4 separate regions of the Mus musculus genome follow, and regions 1, 3 and 4 are each linked to region 2. Evidence: chromatin contacts called from public promoter capture Hi-C and targeted proximity ligation data. All regions are on one chromosome and are shown on one strand. The core of a region is the stretch at or near the end of the contact, and the rest is flanking DNA. Distances in the headings are between cores, read along the strand shown.

Region 1 (4,889 bases), core at 1,303-3,802, 180 kb after region 2:
TCTCAAATAAACAAACAAACAAACAAACAAAAACAAAAAAGAAAGAAAGAAAAAAAGAAACCAAAAATGAGAAAAGGAGATTTGTTAGTATTTTATGTGTCTGAGCTTGTATATGCCACAAAGATCAGATGAGGGCATCAGATACCCAGGAGCTGGAGACCCAGGAAGGAACTCACATCCTCTGGAAAAGCAGAAAACACCCTTAACCATATCTCCTGCTATCATCGTCGTCATTAGTTACATTGAGATATGGCCTCATGTGGCCCAGGCTGGCCTTAAACTTGATGTGTAGCTAAGGATAACTTTGAACTTGTTATCTTGCTGCCTCCCTATCCCCAGCGCTGGGATTACAGGCATAGACCACTGTGTCTGGTTTATGAAGCACTGGGGGATGGAACTCAGAACTTCATGAATGTGTTCAGCAAGTGTGAGACCCACTGAGCTACAGCCTAAGCCCACTCCCTCCAAATGTGCAATGTATTCAGAGGACATTGCTTGGATGCATGGCTACCTATCCTCATGACCATGGAGGTGACTTGAATGGTGGTAACAATGATGACAGAAGTGAAGAGGTCGGGGTGACTGTGACAGTGACCTCGAGGCAATGAGGGTAGTGGCAAAGGGTTTGAATGTATGACTAGGATCCTGGTATCTGTGAGGATGGAGTAGGGGTGAGGGTGTTGACACGGCTGCAGGGAGAGGGAGTGGCAGTGGGGATATCGGGATAAAGACAGGACCACAGTGGGGAGCGACCCCTCACCCTACACTTTGGCTCCTCCAGGCTATGTCTTCTCAGCTCTATGCAATGGGTAGAGGTGCTACTTCAGCTTGCTAGAGGAACCCACCCTCCCTGTCTTGCTGCACACATCCTGGGGCTCACTCCTGTCTAGCCTGGACCCAGCACTGACCTCCTTGGAATGTGGTCCAGGGTTGAGTTTTTCTCGCCCGTAGCTGGAGGTTGTCTGGTGCAGGTTCCAGGGCAGGGGTTGTTTACCATCGGGCACTTCTAGGGGAGAGTAGCTCTGACTGGTCACAGACTTGGAAGTGTCTCGGATTTGTTGCCTAAGGGGTGGGAGGAAGCAAGAGATGGGCCCCCCAGGGCCACCTTCTTTGTTCTGGGGTTGAGGGCTGCAGTACTTATTCCCAGGAGCATCATCTCCCATCCTTCTCCCAAATGTTTTAAGAGTCCTTCTTGGCCCCGGGGCCAAAACTGGGCAGCATGCCCAGAGCCATTCAGGCCTTGCTTTGGAGCCTGGGGCAATGACATCTCTAATATTTAAGATCCAGCAGAGCAGAGGAGGGAGACAAGGAGTAATGGAAACTGTACCCTATGGCAGGATTGTCCAGGGTGTCCAGGTGCGGTTGGTAGGAGACCAGGGGCCGATAGTTGGATTTGTAGCCTGTGCCTACATGGCTTCCCAGGCGGGGCTTAAACTCCTCCCGACCTGCCAAGGGGCAAGAAGGAAACAGGACCAAAGGCCACCAGAAGGGTGAGGAGTGGCTTCCCAAGCAGAGCCAGCAGCCACCAGGGCCTAAGGAACCCTAAGCCAGGGGAACTCCTAACAACCCAGGTGTTGGGAGCTGTGTAGGCCTGGCCCGTGGAGGACTATGATGCCAGAGAACAGAGCCAGTGGCATGGGGTCACAGGAGCCATGTGCAGACATACTTCAGTGACAGGACCAAGGAAGGGGACAGCCAGACAAGGCCAGCTTGATTGTGTGAGCCTTGGGCTCAGGGAATGGAGCCACTCTATGTGGCAGGTCACTCTCTGCTCAGATTGACCTAGAGTGTGTGCCTCTCCTGGTCCCTCTTCCCATACAGGGTCCTGAAGGTAGCACCCCATAGAGGAGTCCTCACCATAGGCTGTACAGTAGCTGGTAGCATAAAACTTCAGAGGGTCAGAGCATCCCCCCGAACTCATCTTCACATATGGAGAGACAACCCCAAGAGGGAGTTTCCCCATCATGATGTGTGAGGCAGGGGCCCCACGGGCCTGAAAAGAAACCCAGGAGATCTCGTGAGTCCTGACCCCAGGCTTCAACCTCTGCAATGACAGTCACCCCCTCAGAGGCCCGAGTCATCCTCACAGGCCCTGTTCCCGTTTCTGGAAACTGCATCCCAAGTCAAACAAAGAACCCATCTTCAACTCTCACACTGGCATGTCTCTTACCAACATTCGAATGCCCCCACTTTAGAGCCAAGAAACGATGCTGAGAAATGAATTGAAGATCTTAACAAGAGGTCTCCAATTCCTAGTCCTCTGGTCTGACCTCCTATATGTGCTTCTTAGAGAGTACATGACCAAATGACCGCCTGCCTGAGCTTTCTCTCCTGCCAGACCTGCCCCGCCCCCACCCCATCTCTTACTCAGTTCCTTCCCCCCGCCCACCTCCCTGTGGAAGTTGACTTTGCTCTCCTGGGGCCCTACACAGTAGGCCCCACCCTCACCTACCCTCTGCAGCAAGCTCTGAGGTCGGCAGAGGCCACAAGAGGCTGGAGCTGCTCAAGAGAAGCTGGCCCTCCTGAGGTGGAGATGGCCAAGCTAGAAGAAACAGAGTGTTGCTTAGCAACCAGCACCTAGCAACAGCGTCCCAAGCCTCTGAAGTCCTTCTCAAACCATGGCCCACTGAGGGGCTGACCTGTCTAGGAAGGGAAGTCCAGGCATAGCACAAATTTGGCCCTTCCTCCATGGCTCTGTCCCACGCTGCCTGGACAAGACCACGAAGAGTTGCTTGTCTAACTGATGTGAAATAAAAGATAATCCTGGACAATCTCTCCCATTTACAAAGTATCCACTTCTCACGGTGGATACTTTACATCTTTTATCTCCAGCCTCCTAGCGGCTCTTCCAGGTAGCTATTATTATCCTCTCTTCACTGGGGAACAAGAGGCTTAGACAGGCAAAGCAACTGGACTGGCCAGAGATCTCAAAAAACAAACAAAACAAAACACCACCCCCCCCCAAAAGGAAAAGAAACAAAATAGTTGCGATTCCACTTGGGTGGATCCTGATCCCACTTTTATGCCTCTTGGTAAATTAATCTTTACTATATTCTGCTCCAGCTAAATCTGTCCTAAGCCTTTTTACACACATTACCTCTTACAATTTCCCAGATTCCCCCATGAGCTTGGGGCTCTTGGTACATGGCCAATAACCATAGCAGTGGTTAAAATTGAGGCTCCAACCAGACCTGTTTGTTGGCTTTGATGAGCTGTCTTTCCTCTTTACACTGTCACTTCTTATCTTAGTCAAGTATGTGACTTAGGACTGGTGATAGGGGTTCAACACCTGCTGAAAGGAAGGGGCAACACTGGTACTTACTTGCAAGCTGTGGTCTAAAGGCTCCCGGCCAGCTCTGCAGAGACTTCAGTTAACAGCATGCAAGCCTCAAGTTGGTTTTCAGTCTTGTAAACATTGTGACAGTTGGATCTCCAGGGGTGGAGAAGAACTCTGCTCAGTATCTGCCAATTCCACCATCATGGCTACTTGCAAACAGCCAGTTCAGTGTCCCAAATGGGAACCTTAAATACTGTTTTAGTTTTTGTTTGTTTGTTTGGTTGGTTGGTTTTGTTGTTGATGTTGTTTGGTTCTGGGTTTTGTTTTTGTTTTGGTATTTTTTGAGACAATGTTGCTCTGTGTGGCCCTAGCTGTGTAACTTGCTCTGTAGACCATACTGGACTCAAGTCACTTGCCTCTGCCTCCCAAGTGCTAGGATTAAAAGCATGTGCCACCACTGCTCAGCTAAATAATTTAACTTTTAACACAGCAGGGCTTAACAGCCAGCCTGTAGATTTCCAACCTTTAGCTATTACAAGAATGTGAGCTTCTCTTCTGGGATACCAGAAGAAAAGGAAGACCGAGGGAAAGGGGCTGTGCTGCCTAGGATATAAGCACATATATGGGCCAGGCACATGAAACAAATCCTACTACATCCCACATCAGCCCCACCAGCACCAGGGATCACGAGCACACTTTACTCCGGATTCAGAAGTTATCATGGTCTAGGAGGGCTTCAGGACAAACTGAGGCCCACTGAATTCTCCCCCTCCAAAGTCATGACTCTGTTACCGGGCCAGAGGACTGAACGCACGCAGCCTTGCCTCCAATAAGCAGCTCCCAGCTTTCCAACAAAGAGGCTCATGGGTGCTCCATACATGAAACATGGTAAGATTGCGACTGCCACTGGTGGGGCCCACTTAGGGCAAAGAGCAAAGGCACCCCTGGAGAAGAGGTCAAAGCCTGAGCTCAGAATCATGAGCTCAGACATGACACAAGCTCTGGCTTTGTCACTGAATACATATGAGACTTGATACAGGGCATGTGTTTCCAGTCCCTCCTGGAAAATGGAGGTTACTGTGAACCACTTAGCCAAGCACCAGTAGATAAAGGCCATCTACTGGGTTAGGGGAAAACTCTGGAGAGAGGTGGCGTCTTAGTTAGGGTTTTACTGCTGTGAACAGACACCATGACCAAGGCAAGTCTTATAAGGACAGCATTTAACCGGGGCTGGCTTAGAGGTGCAGAGGTTCAGTCCATTATCATCAAGGTGGGAGCATGGCAGTGTCCAGGCAGGCATGGTGCAGGAGGAGCTGAGAGTTGTACATCTTCTTCTGAAGGCTGCTCACTCCCACAATGACACACCTACCCCAACAAAGCCACACCTACTCCAACAAGGTCACACCTCCTAATAGTGTCACTCCCCGGGCCAAGCATATTCAAACCATCCCAGCCAGATGGTGTGTGTGTGTGTATGTGTGTGTGTGTGTGTGTGTGTGTGTGTGTGTGTGTGTGTGTGTGTAAATGTATGTATGCATGCATGTGCATGTCAACGGGCAGCCTTAGTGTCTGAACTTAGCCACTGTCTCAGTTTCTTTTCCTGTTGTTGTGA
Region 2 (4,977 bases), core at 845-3,344:
CTTTAGGCCATGGTCTCCAGAATGCTGACGTGACAGCTCCCCACTCCCATTCTCAGAACCAAGGGAAATTCTCAAGAGAAAATACACTTTCCAAGTCTCCCTCCCACACAGATACCCTAGATCTGTCAGCCACAGACACCTCCCAGACCTTCCCAGATAATGAGGTGTGTGTGCAGCCCAAGCAAAGAGCTTCCTCCTGTGTGGGCCACTCCAGCAGAACTCCACACTTGCCATGGCCAAGTCCAGAACTAGAACCGTCCTCGGGAGACCCGGGGCCTGGTTCCAGCTCAGTAGCTGACTCACAGTGTCAACAGATCCCACATCCCCCCACCAGGAGCATATATCCTCTGGGTTTCTAATTTCCCATGACAAACCCTCAACCTATGTCTCCCTTCCTCCCCAGTCACATTCCATGCCTCTATTCCCAACCACCTTGTGTCTCTTGCCCTGATGGAAATCCCTGACCTTCGTATAGCCTCTTGCTGCTTATAGAATTCTCCACGCACAGTCTCCTTCATTCTGGGACCACTGGGATCACTGTGTGAAGTGACTCTTAAAGGTAACAACACCAGCTCAAGGTCACACAGCCAAAGACTGGAATTCAAGTTATCTGGCTCTAAAGACAGTGGACAACATGTCAGCTTTAGGGAACTTAACTCAGTTCCCTCAAAGGAGGGAGGCTTCTCCAAGCACCCATGTTGGCAAAGAAACACCCTTCTCATGCAAAGCTCAGCTCTTTGCTTCTACTTCTGTGCCTTCCCCCCCAAGAAACCCATAACACCCTGAAGTCTTCAACGTCTCTAGGGGTCTGCCCACTGATGCTCTGTGAAGTGGGACATCATGTGGCAATGAGAGGAGGAAGGAGATGGGGGCTGGGAGGGGGGAGAGATAGAGGGAGGGAGGGAAGGAAAGAGATAGAGAGATGGGGGACCTTCTCCAAAGCTTCTCAGAAGACTAGTTAGGATATATGCAATCTCCAAACACTCCCAGTAGCCACAGAACCATCTTCCACGCAGCCCAAAAGATACAATTCCCAGAAACCCAGTAGCACCGCCATCAACCAAGTGAAAGGAAGGGCCCAGGGACGACGTAGCCTGGGCTACTTCTCTATACCCTTCTGAGTCTCCTATAATCAGAAACAAGGACCACCAGTGAGAACCACCTATTCCTCCCATCTTCCTCCAAATGGGGGAGGACTCATGAGCCAGGTAAAGGTTCATAACTGAGCAGAGCTCTACCTGGGACAGCAACCAAGAACCTCATGGTAGACACATGGTGTCTCTTATTCTCATCCATCATAAAAAACACCAACCTTCTTCCAGCCTTCTGCCCCAAGGCCAGCACACCAACAGGCATTAATGCTGAGCCCCATGACAGAGACGTCGCCCCTACTGATCTCCCTGTAAGGGTGGGTATTTACCCTCTTATTTACCAGGGTCTGAGGGCCACCTGTCTTCCCTCACAGTATTAGTCATTCCAGGGCACTGCGCTAAGCCAAGGCCATTTCTCACAGCAGGGCCGGAGCCACTAGTCATGCCCAGGACATTGATTCTTTAAGCCCCCAGGACCATCACTCCAAACCATGTCAAGCCCAAGGCCAGAACCATGCCAACCAACATCCAAGCAATGGCAGCACTTTCTCACACCCATGCCCACCGCACCATCACGGCCCAGCATCAGCTGGCCACCCACCAGCACCAGCTGCGTGCATCGCCCTCCTGTACAGAGGGTGCACCCTCCTCACACCTGGGCGGCCACCGCTACACCAAGGCGGGGGTGAGTCTTCTGACACCCTCGCCAGGAAAAATCACGCTGCCCGTGCTGTATCCACGTTGCCCACGCCCGTGCCATGCGTGTCACCATCCCCACGCCGGTGGCCCGGGGCTCCGCGGACCTCACACCTGCCACGAGCGCGCGTGGCAGCCGCACCTCCGCCCGCGGACCTGTCGGACCGGCCACCGCGCGCAGTGGACATTGCCCAGCCCGCCACGCCGCTCGCAGAGCTCCTGCGCCCGGGACTCGGCCCGGGCCCCCTTACCTCCGGCCCGCCGCAGGGCTCGGCCCGCCGCGGCCACTGCGACCGCCACCTCCATCCTGGGCTCCCCAAGGCCCCTATTCACTAACGTTGCTTCCGCAGGGCGCCGGCGCCGGCGCGAAGGCCGCCTCCGCCCCCCGGGGGACGCTGCGTCCTTTACGTAAACCCCACTCCGCCGCCAGCGGTGACCATGGCGACGGCCGTGGGGCGGCAGCGCCCCCTAGCGCCAGGGAGGGGAGAGGCGCGCAGGCCCGAGGTGGTGGAGCCCTGGATCCCCGCGCGTGGGGGCGGTGGGCGCGGGGCTGAGGCCTCCACGGGGGTTCCGTGGGCAGACGAAAGGGGTTGGACCGTGGGCACTGAACAGGGGCACGGTAGCTGCTTGGGTTCCCCTCCTTCAGGTCCCGCGTGACAGGGTTTAGCGTGGGAGATGAAAAATAGCAAGTAGGATCACCGGAGAACTGGTTTGTTTGGGGGAGGAAAGGAGAGAGATGGGTTCCACCTCCTTCAGGGGACCTAGCAGCGTCTTGAGGAGTTGGGACACATCTTTATCTATGTCCTCCTCTTCCCCCCTACTCTCACCCTCCTCAACACCCAGCATAGTGCCTGACAGCAAAAGGGGAGTTTGATCAATTTTGATTTTCTGATAAATGAAGAAAATCGCCCCTCCTGTTCTCCTTCACACACGCCCATCCATTCATGCGCAAGTCGCTCAACTCGCCTTCCTGAAAGCTGCTTTTTGGCAGGGACACAGCTATGCTGGTGTTCTGGGTTGAGTCTGGGGAGTGGGTGGGAGCAGGCTTGCCCTTAGAGATATCAGGTCACATGGGGGCTAAGCTAAGAGCTGCAGCTGCACAGGGGGTCATAGGTAAGATTGGATCTAGCGGTCATGATGATGCAATCAGTTAAGTCTCCAAAGTCGAGCAGAAAGATATGAGAGGTCGAAAGGAAAGTAACGCAGAAAGCAAGCGTGTGAAATGTTTCCTGGGCTCAGACGTCATTCTGAGAATGACGTCAGGATGATTGACTTGTTCTGTAGGCCTGGAGGACATAGGTGGACATCTGACTGAAAGTGAAACCCTGCATCCGGGACAGACTTCTCCTCGTTGCAGAGTTCAGCCCCTCGCCAGGCAATTCGGTAGCATCTACGGTTATTGCAAAGATAAGCTCTGGCTTAGGTAAAGAAAATGGATTTGGGGAACAAATATGAGCACTTCAAGAATTCCTGGAGAGGAGCTCCCGATGTCTCAGGAAGTTCAGAAATCTGGGGAGGCCTGGGTTCAGGGACGTTATCTCTAGATTGTCATGGTCCATTCAAACCACACAGTTGGAGATAATATCTCTTGCTTCAAAGTCCCAGACACCTGGAAGAAAGAATTATATTGGTCCTGTGAACCATGGTAGATCAACTGATGCCAGGCAGAAAGGACTCTGCAAAATCAGCTCTTTTCCTTACTCACCAAAGTTCCTAATGGAGAAAGCATGCCCACGTGGCCATCCCTAAATAGTCTACTACAGTCTACCCCTTAGCTGTCCGGCACATAGAAAACTACACAAGTTCCACACACACACACACACACACACACACACTCGCACACACACTCACACACACACACACACCATCATCATCACCACCATCACCATCATCATCATCCCCATGTATCCAATCCTCGACAAACCAGTTCTGACCAGTTCTATAATGTGGGAGGCTAATACTACTGGGATTCTCAAGGTGATGTCCTGTTCTTGGTCAGCTGCATCAGTGAGCCCCATGTAGGGCATCCCACACCAGGATTATTCACTGCTACTAACATAATCTCTGAACTCTTTCAGCTAGGTATGTGACACGGACAAGGACATGCCGTAGGGAAGCTTACTAGAAATTCCGAGCCTCAGACCCAAGATCTTAGCTTGATTACAAAACCCTCAGGGGATCTCTGTGCATGTGAAAGTTTGGGAAATTGTCATTGTGAAACTAGGGGAAAGGGGAAAGGGAAAGGTAAGAAAAAGCGATTTCAATCTTGATCATTCCCATCAGACACTAAACATCTAATGCTCTATTTTGAGCATACATGAGATCCCGGGTGCAATCACCAACCCCCAAACAGACAAAAGGAATTAGTTAATTATTTAGAATTCAGCAATGTGACTGAGGAACAAGGAAGCACAGGTAGAGGCTGCAGGCATTATTTTTGCAGCTGCTTTTGAACTCCTGGAAGGAGTCCATGACTTCCTACCTCTGACTCCTTAGTCCTCTTTGCCTTCTGGCCATGTCTCATTTGGCTAGCAGGCTGACCTAAGTCTTAATCCTTCAAGGCCTTCAGTGGCAGTGCATAGGGTCTCTGGAGTCTGTCTGTCTCATTCTGTGTGTGTGTGTGTTTGTGTTACTGTCTACCTTATCTATCTTATTCTTTGAGACACTGTCTCTCACTGGACCAGGACTCTCTAACTCACTGACTGGCTGGACTGGCTGGCTAGTGAGCACTAGGAATCCTCCTGTCTCTGTCTCCCTGGCGCCGGGCCATTTCCAGACAGAGCCTCTCTATTTAGGCTTGCCTGTCCTGGAAACTCACTATGTAGACCAAGTTGGCATCAAAGTCACAAAGATCTTCCTGCCTCTGCTTCTCCATGGGCCACCATGCCCGGCTTCTGTCTGGATTTTACATGAATCCTGGGGATCTAAGCTCAAGTCCGCATGTTTGCTAAGCATGTTGCCAAAGGAGCCATCTGCCCAGCCCTTCTACTCCTACTTCTGATACCCTTGGCAAGGAACAGCCACAAAGGGTGGCTGGCTCTGAACACACACACTCTGGGGTCTGTCTGTCCTGGTGTGGTCCCAAGGCCATGTTTGGCTTTTCTTCAGAGTACCTTCCCGCCTGGTTCAGCTTGGCGTCACTGGAGACAGTCAGCAGGGCTGTGAACGGAGGATGAGGGGGAAATGAGGC
Region 3 (5,390 bases), core at 1,830-4,329, 150 kb after region 2:
GGGGAGCAGAAAGATCAGAAAGGAAACTTGAGCTGTAGCTACACAGGAAAGAATGGTGGATAAAACAGTGGGTGGAGTCTTGGGCTGGAGCATCAGACTTAAAAATCCAACTTCTCCACTCCAGATGGAGAAACTAAGGCCCATTTATCCAAGACTTCATCAGGGTCATTCAACCAATTGCAGAACCAGGAGCAGAACCAGGAGCAAGGACAGACCTGGTCCATGGTGGTTTCCCCTGTACCTGACAAGTTCTGGAGCCAGAGGTCAGTCCCTGGTGGGCTGCAGCTCTCACTCAAGCTACCTGATAACCTCACCTCTCAAATCCTTACCCCCACGTAAGGGAGGTTCCTGAGAGCCCCAGAGCCCCAGAAGGAGCCTTAACAAAAACAAAGCCTACGGTTGGGTCCCATGTTAATCTTACTCCCCACCTTTCATTCTGTCTGCCTGTGTAGTCTTATCCCACTCTAGATCTATATCCAGCCTCCTCCCTACCCAGAGCCCAGCCCAATGTACTAGCCCAGCTACTGGGTTGAGCCTGACCTTTTGGCTCCATATATGACATCAGCTCTTGTTGCCATGGTGATGGGGGGGGCAAAACTGAAGGAACTGAGGCTGAGAAAGGCAAAGGAGAATAGGGCAAGTATAGTCACAGAGTGGGAGGGGCCAGTACTGTCCAGCAAATAGAGGAAGGGCAGCCCAGCTGGTGGGAGATCCAAGAATTAGATCCCAAGAACCAAGCTGCAGATGACCCCTACAGCACAACCAAGGGTAGGGTGAGCCAGAACATGAGGACATCCGAAGATGCCAGGTGACCAGCTTCAGGGAGTAATGCTATTTCCTTCTGCAACAGGCACTTGTTCCCCAGACAAGAAGGACAGACACAACAGCTGGCCAGGGTCATCCTGACACAGAGTTGGGGCACTTGGGTGGGGGAGGTGCACCCACAGCGGTGGAACTTGGTGCTCCCGGGCTTATAAATAAATAGACATGTGGGAAACACACATTCTTTCTCCAAGAAATAAAATTTATGTTTACAAGGTTTTTTTTTTCTTCCTAAAGAAAACACTACCTTCTGGGGCTCCAGCCCCTGACAGTGTCCCTGAGTGTCCTCTGGCCCTCACCTCCTATTATTGCTTGGATCTGGCCCTGGGAATAGCAGAGCTTGTCTCCTCAGCCCTTCAGAGGCTGTCCCTGGTGACGGAGTAGAGGCACATGGTGCCTGTCCAGTGCCCCATGCCGTGCCAGCCACCCTGGCTGTGCCCATGTAAGGAAATGGAGAGTGCAGGCAGTACAGAGGCCCTGAGCAACCTCCTAGAGTGCAGAGCCCCTCTCTCTTGGGGCAGGAGGCCCTAGAGGCACAGTGGCATCTTCTCACACTTGATAACTGAGGGCACAGGCTGCAGGAGAGGAAAGATCTCTCTTTGCCCGGCAATAGTGCAGCACAGGCTGAGAGAAAAGATCCGGAGGAAAGATGGGTGGAGACCTTTCTCTTCTGTGTACCATACATACAGCTATCAGGGTGGAGAACTGGGGCCCCAGTCTATGTCTACTTCTGTCTTGGACATAGTCCCTATGCCCTGCCTCTGGCCAGAACTCCCCCGGCCCCACCCCCAACACACACACACACACACACACACACACACACACACACACACACACACACACACATGGAGAGTTTGCCCCATACAGTCTCCTAGGGTAGGCCTAGGCGATCCAAACCCCAAGTGAAAGTTATAGATGCCCTGACATCCAGAGTCAGAGTAGGGATGATTCTACGGATAAGTGATGGCCCTGGTTCCAGGTGAGAACCGGTTCATCTGTCGTGCCATCAGTGGCTCTATCCCAGACTTCTTGGTCTGAAAACTGCCCAGAGGTCAGCCCAGGGACTCTTTCTTACTGCCTAGTACTGTCTGAAGATGGCCTCAGGCCTGCCTGTGCCGGGCAGCTCATTCAATGATGCTCCTTCACTGCCCCAAGTAAGAGGCCCAGCAACACCGTATATCCAAACAACCACAACCTCGCAGAGTCCCTTCTTCCAGAGTAGCCAACCCATCACTCAGGGAAGAGGCTCAGGTGCCCAATCCTGGAGGAGCTTCCAAGGCTCGGAGGCTGTCCCTGGTGGGCCCCAGAGCCCTGGGTCCTGCGCCTCCTATGAGTAGGTCTTCTTCCTCCTCATCATCAAAGGCCCGGGTTGGACGCCGGGCTGGCTGCCGCGGAATGGGTTCGTCGCGCTCAGCCATGCGCTCGACGGCTCCCTCGCCCACTAGGAAAACGGTGTCTGCCACCCGCGGGGGTCCAGTGACTGGGTTGTGGTCGTAGGAGAAAACTCGGAGCGCACGAAGCGGGTGCAGGTCGGGGAAGCCGCCCAGGCGGTTGCGGTCGAGGTCTAGGATGTGCAGCCGGCCCATGCGCAACAGCGCGGGCGGGAACTCTTCGAAGCGATTGCCGTAGAGCCAGAGGCCACGCAAGCCGGTCATGCGCGGCAGCTCGGCGGGCAGCGCGCGCAGCCGGTTGTCGCCCATCTGCAGCGATTGCAGCGCCACCAGGCGCAACAACGGCCGCGGAAAGCGCCGCAGGAAGTTGCCTTCGATCCAGAGGCAGCGCAGGCTCTGCAGCTGCGCAAAGTCGGGTGGCAGCGCCAGCAGACGGTTGCCGCCCAGGTAGAGGCGCGTGAGGCGCGGTAGGCGACACAGGCCGTCGGGCAGGCGCTCCAGCTTGTTGAAGTCGAGCGCCAGGATGCGCAGCTCGCGCAGCTCCTCGATCTCCTCGGGAAGCTCGCGCAGCCCGGTGCCGCTCACATACAGCTTCTGCAAGCGGCTCAATGCGCACACGGCGCTAGGCAGCCGCCGCAACCGCCGCCCGCTCAGCTCCAGCTGCTGCTCGCCGCTGCGCAGCTGCTCCTCGGCGTCCGACGGCAGCTCGTCCGGCGTGGACTCTGCGATGCCCATGGTCACGGGCCCCGGCCCGGGACGCCGCTGCCACCACCCGGCATCGCCACGCCCTGGCCGCCCCGACGGGGCCCGGGCCGCTCCGGCCTCGGGGGCCCCCCGCCCCGGCCTGCCTGTGTGCCGGGAGGGGGGCCGTGCCGAGCCGAGAGGAGGCGCCCGCCTGGGCCCCGCCGCCCCGCACCGCGTTCGGCCACCCGCCCTTCGGCCTCCCCCGCTGCCTCCGCCGGAGGCCGACTGGCTGGAGTTCGAGCTGACTTGCAGCTTAGCGACCCGTCGCCCTGGCAACCCCCGACGCGCGTGCGGCTGCCAATAGGCAAAGGGAGGGCGGGGTGGGGCGGGGCCAAGGAGGACCGTGAGAAGGGTCCTGAAGCTGAAGCTGGTCCCTGGATAGCTAGCCTATCCGTGAGCCAGCCTGAGCCCAGGCGGCGGCTGAGCGCAAACCCGGCACAGGGCTAGTTAGCGCTGAGCCCCGACGTCCGACGCTGTCTAAACTTGCCGCAGCAGGCCATTTGGTTGGTGTAGCTGTGTGTGCTTCAGGGAAAATGGGTCCAGAAGGAAGAAACCTGGGACTGAAAAAAGGGAGGAGGGATACTGGAGTAGTACCTGAAGGCGAAGTCACTTACTTTACCCCTCCACCCCCGACGTCCAGCGGCGTGCGGCCAGTCTCCCAGTTGGGGTCACTTCAGGATAGTAACTCGGAACAATGTTATGTTCTGGTCTTTTTTAGATCTGAGGATTTGTGGGACTATGCTTGGCTCCGCCCTCCCCGGATTCCGCCCATTGCTGGTGCTCTAGCACCCGCTCATACCCAAGCCCCTCCGAGAACACCCAAGGTCTATGTGTGGCCATGGTGGGCAGAGGACTGGGACAAGCGCCTACCTTTGAGTGGCACCGACAACAATCATCTTGGTTCTATGACTCGGCTGCTCTCACTAGCCTCCTCCCTTTTCTCTCTGCCAGAGCTCCACGTGTCTGTCACTTTGCCAAAAGCTACTTCCCATACTTTAAAAAAGAGGCATTGAGCAAGGCTCAAAGACATTAAGCTTTGGTTGACCAGAAAAGCTGGCGTTTGAAGCCAGGCAGTGTGACTCAAGAACCCAACTCCTAAGCATACACCTTCCCAGTAAAAGAAAACACAGCATTCCACCCACCCCTCCAGCGAGTTTTTCCTCAACAGAGTCTCTGACTCACAATGCAAAAACTAAGAAAGGAATTATTAATCCCACAGAAATGAGGAGGAAAGCGGCCTCCTGAGATTAGAAAAACCTGCTTGAGGGTTATACAAGGGACAAGAGGTTGTACCGTGAGCGCTCAGTCAACAGACCACTTTCTCCTCCCTGCCCCACTCCCACCTTCTCTAGGACCTAGCTGTCAGAACTTAGTGTCCTCCAATCCATCCATACTGCCATGGAAGTTTGAAATTAGGACAGTGGAAGGAGGACACATTGGTTTACCTCTATAATCCCAGCTGATCAGCCAGCCTGGAGAAACAACACAGCAAAAGCCCAGGGGTGTGGCTCCTGCCTGTAATTCCAGATCTTTCCCGGCAGAAACAAGAGGATTTCTGCAAGTTCAAAGTCATCCTAAGCTATAGAGTGGCTTAAGGCTAATGAGATATAGAGCAAGACCTTGTCTCAGAATGGGGAGTGGGCAATAAAAGGGGGGCGTAGAGTGTTCACATCTATTAGCCCAGCTATGTTAACCAGACTGGCAGCATAGTAAGAACCTATCTGAAAACAGGAAATAGTGATAAATAGACAGAAAGGAAGGAAGGAAGGGCTGGGAATGTCAGTGCAATTGTGTGTATTTTTGACAAATGTGTGTACCTTTGCTGTCACAGTTGGGTTTTTTTTCCCCTTTCTTTTTTTTTTTTTTGTACCTTTGTTTGTTAGTTACAGAGTTTCATATAACTCAAACTCTCCTCCAACTCAATAGATGGCCAAATTTCTGGTCTTCCCACCTCCTTAGTGCTGGAATTACAGGTGTGCATCACCATGTCCTGATCGTATGGTGCTGGTGATCAAACCCAGCACGTGCTAGGCAAGCACGGTAATAACTGAGCTATACCCCAGCCCTCGTGCTCCATTCCTACGACTCAGAAGTCCCTTCACACCTCTTCCCTCTCCCAGAGGCCACTTTGATCATGACCTCTATTATCAGGGGTCAACTTTGCTTGCTCTTGAATTTCCTAGGGATGACGCCACCCAGCAGGTTCTTTTTCACTCCTGGCTTCTCCTTTTCTGATCTTTAAAAGATATTTGTTAGCAGAACAATAGCAGCGGTCTTCAAGGAAGAGGTTTCTTGGGGTGAGATGATAACAGAACAGCCATGGAGCTCCACCCTGGGGAAACTAACAAAATGATGTGGTGACCCCAGCCAAGGTAAGGGTCAAGCCAGAAAAAGTCAAACCCAGACATCAGTTCCCAGATGGATGGATTCTCA
Region 4 (4,932 bases), core at 1,361-3,860, 130 kb after region 2:
GGGATCCACCCTTTGACTTCTGGGCCTTATAGCTACAAGCTGGCTCATCTATCCCTTCCTCTAAATCATGCCCTCTCTACCCCAGCTGACCCTTGGACCAGGTGTCTTTGCTGTTGGAGGAAACACTCAGTCCCCTTGGTCTGTTAAGCAACAGGCTCATGGGGGGGGAGAGGGGGAGAGAGAGAGAGAGAGAGAGAAGCGAGAGCACTCTGTGAGGAGAAGCCACTTCAGGGTTCATACAGAAAGGATGGGTATCTATCAAGGTACGGGGATGTTAGGGACAGTCTGCCTCTTACCCACTCAACATTTCTTTGTCCCCTGGGGGCTCCCTTCCAGAATCTCCCAAGCCCTGGGCCTCAACATCTATCTCAGGTACTCTTAGGTGTAGGAGTGGGATGGGGGATGGAGCATCCACCCTTGCCGTCTGTCCCACTCATTCTCCCACACCACCCACTGCGCTCTCATGGCCATCTTTCCAGCATTTCACCTTTGCTCCTTGGGATCCAAATGGTTTCCACCGTGGCCCCACCCTCACCCCGAGTGGGGGGCAGAGCGGACCAGGCCACCCCCATTGCTCGCCTCCTCCGAAGCCACCATGTTTCTTCCGCCTCTGTGTGTCCCCCGCCTCCTCTCTGCCTCTCCTGTCGGCCGCCTCGCTCCTCCTTGTCCCCTTGTCCACCCAGCAGCCTTCTCCACACGTCTGACTAACCTTTCTTCGCCTCTCCCCTCTTTCTCTGTCTCTCTTCTCTCTGTCTCCTCCTTCCATCTGCTCCTCACAGGGGTGTCCCTGGGCCAGTGACCAGCCCCTCGGCCTCTCCCTCTGCTGATCCCTATGCCTATCTCTCTGTCCTGTGACCTCCGACAGCTTCAGGGGTGCTGACCATCTTTTCCCAGGCTGCTTTGCAGCTATGCTGACGCTGTGGTGTGGCCAAAATAACTCCGACTTTCTCATACCTTCAGTAGTCAATCTCACGCTCTCTCCTCTCCTGCTCTATTTTTAACCTGACTTTACCTCTCCAGCTATTTTCAGTCTCCTCTTCCTCCCCGTGCCTGTCTGTGTGAGCACGTGTCTCTGTATGTGTGTGTGTGTGGTCCTGGGGGGGTGGGCTTGTATGTACCTGCTACTCTGTGCACTGGTGTGTCCGCACCTCTAGGGTGTTCAGGGAGAGGGCAGGCAGGTGGGTGGACATGTTATGCCCTGTCTCAGCGCAAGGCCAGGGTCTCAACAGCAGGTGTATGGTGCACCTGATGGCCGGCTGTCCCTGCCTTTCCTGCTTCTGTTTTGTTCTAATTCACATGCACACTTTCGCGTGGCTGGGTCTCCCCCGCCCTCCACCTTTAGGGATCTAAGTATGCCCTCAGCTGTGTGTGTTACCACAGAGGTGCTGGCTGCACTGTGCCTGTCGCCTTTGCTGTCTTCTCCCTGTCACTCTAGATATCTGTTGGGCTTGTGTGAGTTTTTATGTGTATGTATGTGTGTCTGTGTGTGCACGCCCTGCTGTTGGATCCTGGTGTCTTCCCAGGGCCTGGCATATTCTGAGCATGTATGTATCTGCCTGCTGTGGCCGCCCATGTACTTCAAGCTGGTCTGTGCCAGGGGATGTGGCTTGTATCCAGCCTGTGTGGCTCTGTGCTCTCAAAGCTGTTTAATTTTAGCCTTCCCTAAGCCCTACACCATCTCTTCCTCACTGCCTGTTCCCACCTTTTCCTCCTCATGAGACATTCCAGCCTGGTCCCTGGGCAGGGTCTTAGTCGTCCCTTCCTAAGTCCCAGCTGAATGGAGCCTGGGCTAACCACCTGACTGTTAAACCAGAAATCCCGGCCCCCTGAACCAGCATGGCATCGGGTATGGACACGGTTGCCTGCTAGGTGGCAGCCTGCCTTTCTCTAACTCTGGGTGAGAATCTTATCAAATGTGTTGTGTGAGTGGGGAACGGGGTGGGGACTAGGGCTCACGGGGTTATCTCTTGCCCTAAATGGCTGTTAAGGCTGAATGGGCACTTCTTGTGCCATGTTAGAAATAGAACATAGGGTCTTGATTAATGTTGGATAAGCAAGCACTTTATCATACAGCTACATCTTCAGCTGGTAAAAGAGCTTGTATTAAATCAGATTAAAGCGTTAATGCTCAGGGCTGGGGTGATGGCTCAGTCAGTAAAAACACAAGGACCTGAGCCTCTAGAGCCCATGTAAAAAGAAAAGCTGTGCATAGTGGCTTTGGAAACCCTGTGCTGAGGCACTGAAGTCAGGCAGGCTCCTGTAACCCACCAGCTAGCCACACTTTACAAGCTCCAAACCAATAAGAGACCCTGTATCAAAAACAATAGAGACAGCACCTGAGGAATGGCAATCAAGGCCTTCACATACACGCATATACATGTGCATATCCATATGCACATACAGGCATGTGCACAGTGCTTCACTCTGGCAGCATGCAAATGTAATATAGAGATTCCAAGCACGTGGCTGGTACTGAGTGAGACAGCTCAAGAACACTTTATCACAGCAGAGAGACATTGCCAAACAGAGCCATGTGGACAGTGGTCCCCGCCTCACCTTGGCTATAAGCTGAAGAACACCTTGGCTCTGCTCAGGCCGAGCAAACACAGGTGGGGCTCTGGGAGAGAGGCTGTGGAGTGTTTATAGAGGGTAATGACGTGGCGAGACACCTGGACAGGCCACCTAGTGCCTCCCCTTTCCAGACTGGATGGAACAGGTCTCCGCAGAGCTGAGGAGCTCAGAGAATAGCCATGTAAGCCAGAGAGCTGGGGGGCTTTGGGGAGTAACAGGAAGTGTGCAGGCTCCCTCTAAACAGCCCCCACAAGGCAGCTCAGCCAATCACCTGAGACAGAGGCTCAAGAAGGATGATCCCCAATTGTGAGTCTTCAGGAAACACCAGGCTTTCTGTGAACAAGGGTTTCACTCCTGCTGGCCCACAGGAAGTGACAAGGGCTGATTTCTCAGAGAAGATCCTGTGGCTACCCAGGCCCATGGAGCCCAGCCCAGCCCTACCTGAAGCCTGTGTTCACTGGAACTCCCTACCCCCACTTCCAGGTTGCCTGCAGGAGGGAAGGCTGTGAATACAGCCCCAGTGCCCGGCCAGACGCCACACGATGAGTCTGACCGCAGAACGGAGACCCGTTCCTCTGTCTCGGACCTCGTCAACTCCCTTACCAGCGAGATGCTCATGGTGAGAAGGGTTGGGGACGGGCTGTTGGGGGACCAGAAGTAGTCAACTCAGTCAGAGACTTAGGTACTCAGTCCCAGCCAGGTGGCTTTGCTGACTGACTGAGGCCCGCTCCTCTCCACCCCCATCTTTCATCGAAATGCCTCTCCGTGCCTCAGTTTCCTCATTTGTCTTCCTTTGGTCCTTTTCTGAGCTGAGAAAAAGACTAGGAAATCCTACTCATACAAGATGTTTTTAATGTCCTGGGAGGAGAAGCTGTGGGGCAGTGGCATGGAGGCACATGCCTCTTCCCTAAAATGGCAGAGATGGTAGTAAGGTGGAGATCCCAGGGGTGACGGTCTTGTAGCCCACCAGTGACCTCGGTTGCTCTGTGGCTGACTGGCTTATAGTCCCAGGCTAGGTTGTTCACCTTAGCTGAGGCTGCAGTTCTCATGACACCCCCTGGTGGCACCAATGTGTTACAGCTACTTGTTCTTTCCAGAGGCCCAAGGACAGGCTTGGCAAGTTGGCAGACAAGAACCAGTTAAGGATCTGGTGGGCCGGGAGTTCCTGGAAGGAAGGCTTAGAGAGGGTTATGGTGGGGACCCAGCACCTTCTCTTTCCACTGGGTTCCCATACTGAGAAGGCAGGGTCTCACAGTTTCCGGGGCTGCCAGTCTGTCCTATCTCAAGTAGCAATGTGCACACAGAGTCACAAGGCTTCCGGGTAAGGACTCATGTTTCCAGGCATCAGGCCTGAGGTGGAGCGTGCGTCTGCATGCCCCTTGGCCCGTTTGCAACTACAACTCTGTGTAGGCTGGTTGTCTTTTGCTCTGTGCAGCCCATTGCCACAGACCACCCTGCCTCATTGCCTAGCCCCCTAATTGGTGCTATTTCCCGGTAGTCAAGTTCCCAGAAGGGACAGCCCTTTCCCAGTCAGCTGGCCAGCCCCTTACTGCCCTGAGGGAGAGGCTGGCAGACTCCAGCAAGCAGCGGAAGGAAGTACAGGCCCATCTCTCTCTCTCTCGTGTGCTCCACAGATGCCCGGAGGTGGGAAGGCAAGTCTAATTACCCAGTCCTCTGCCAGTGCCAGGTCATTCATATTAACAGTGACAGTAAAGATAAGCAGGCCAGAGTATGACCTGTGACCTCACTCTGTGGTGCTGTCCAGACCCCAGGCTGCTGAGGCTGAGGGCCAGGAGTCAGATACCTAGAAGTGGACAGAACCAACCTCTCTAGGGAGCATGGGACCTGGCACAGGCTGGCTTGATGTCCTTTAAGGCTTACTGCTGGGGCAGGGGAGGAGAAAGTTGGGCAGCCTAGTTGCCATGGCAATGGCTTGTTTACTAGAGCTCAGAGTTGGGCCTTGAGAAAGCACGTGGGTGCTTAGCTTCCTTCCCTTTAGAGGTGAAGTCTGCCCAGACAGACCAGATTTCCTCCATGAGATAGAGCATACTTAGGTGGGGCTGAGGCTACCCACACCTACAATGGCCTAAGATTCCCCCATAATATGAGAGGGAATGAGGGTGCAGGTAGTTTTGGCTGGCTCTGCCTACTTGTGCCATGAATTCTTTTACCCTCCTGGGAGTCCCACAGTCTTAAGTTCCATGGTCCCCAACCCCCCTCCCCGAATGCAGGTTCTGGAAGTAAAGTTCAGGGGAAGATGACTGCTGCGAGCTTAGGATGTGAGGACATCAGGAAGCCACATCCTGAGTGGGCCTAGGATAGAGCCTGTGGGCTATGAGATCAGCCAGGGACTAAGCAGAG

What was found. Promoter capture Hi-C pulls out the DNA fragments that hold promoters and counts their contacts.
Region 1: a promoter capture Hi-C map of embryonic stem cells shows a contact between it and region 2, with 27 read pairs. A contact is called at or near these places in 9 of 39 promoter capture datasets (the HPC-7 cell line, cranial neural crest, embryonic stem cells and 3 more), 1 of 484 Hi-C or Micro-C datasets (bone marrow-derived macrophages), 13 of 130 datasets of targeted methods (SST interneurons, bone marrow-derived macrophages, embryonic basal ganglia and 9 more) and 5 of 9 other capture datasets (adipose tissue, embryonic stem cells, liver and 2 more).
Region 3: a targeted proximity ligation map of pancreatic cancer cells shows a contact between it and region 2. A contact is called at or near these places in 10 of 39 promoter capture datasets (the 3T3-L1 cell line, the C10 cell line, the HPC-7 cell line and 7 more), 1 of 484 Hi-C or Micro-C datasets (embryonic fibroblasts), 12 of 130 datasets of targeted methods (the NIH/3T3 cell line, bone marrow-derived macrophages, embryonic fibroblasts and 6 more) and 3 of 9 other capture datasets (adipose tissue, liver and pancreatic islet).
Region 4: a targeted proximity ligation map of forebrain shows a contact between it and region 2, with 3 times the contacts expected there. A contact is called at or near these places in 20 of 39 promoter capture datasets (the 3T3-L1 cell line, the C10 cell line, the HPC-7 cell line and 11 more), 2 of 484 Hi-C or Micro-C datasets (bone marrow-derived macrophages and embryonic fibroblasts), 6 of 130 datasets of targeted methods (the NIH/3T3 cell line, bone marrow-derived macrophages, embryonic stem cells and 2 more) and 4 of 9 other capture datasets (adipose tissue, embryonic stem cells, liver and 1 more).

What each region holds. Positions count from the first base shown.
Region 1 is chr19:10,480,376-10,485,264 of GRCm38.p6, forward strand. It overlaps Ppp1r32 (protein phosphatase 1, regulatory subunit 32), which reads right to left and starts at 2,553. Exons shown (of 14, transcript NM_133689.2): 1 at 2,453-2,553; 2 at 1,858-1,993; 3 at 1,328-1,445; 4 at 909-1,062. The coding sequence starts at 1,966.
Region 2 is chr19:10,302,783-10,307,759 of GRCm38.p6, forward strand. It overlaps Dagla (diacylglycerol lipase, alpha), which reads right to left and starts at 2,095. Exons shown (of 20, transcript NM_198114.2): 1 at 2,039-2,095.
Region 3 is chr19:10,454,368-10,459,757 of GRCm38.p6, forward strand. Lrrc10b (leucine rich repeat containing 10B) reads right to left here and starts at 3,080. Exons shown (of 1, transcript NM_001111140.2): 1 at 1,004-3,080. The coding sequence starts at 2,948. The coding sequence ends at 2,070.
Region 4 is chr19:10,432,496-10,437,427 of GRCm38.p6, forward strand. Syt7 (synaptotagmin VII) reads left to right here. Exons shown (of 12, transcript NM_001373944.1): 7 at 3,055-3,190. Among named protein-coding and RNA genes, the nearest start is that of Lrrc10b, 22 kb to the right of the region's middle.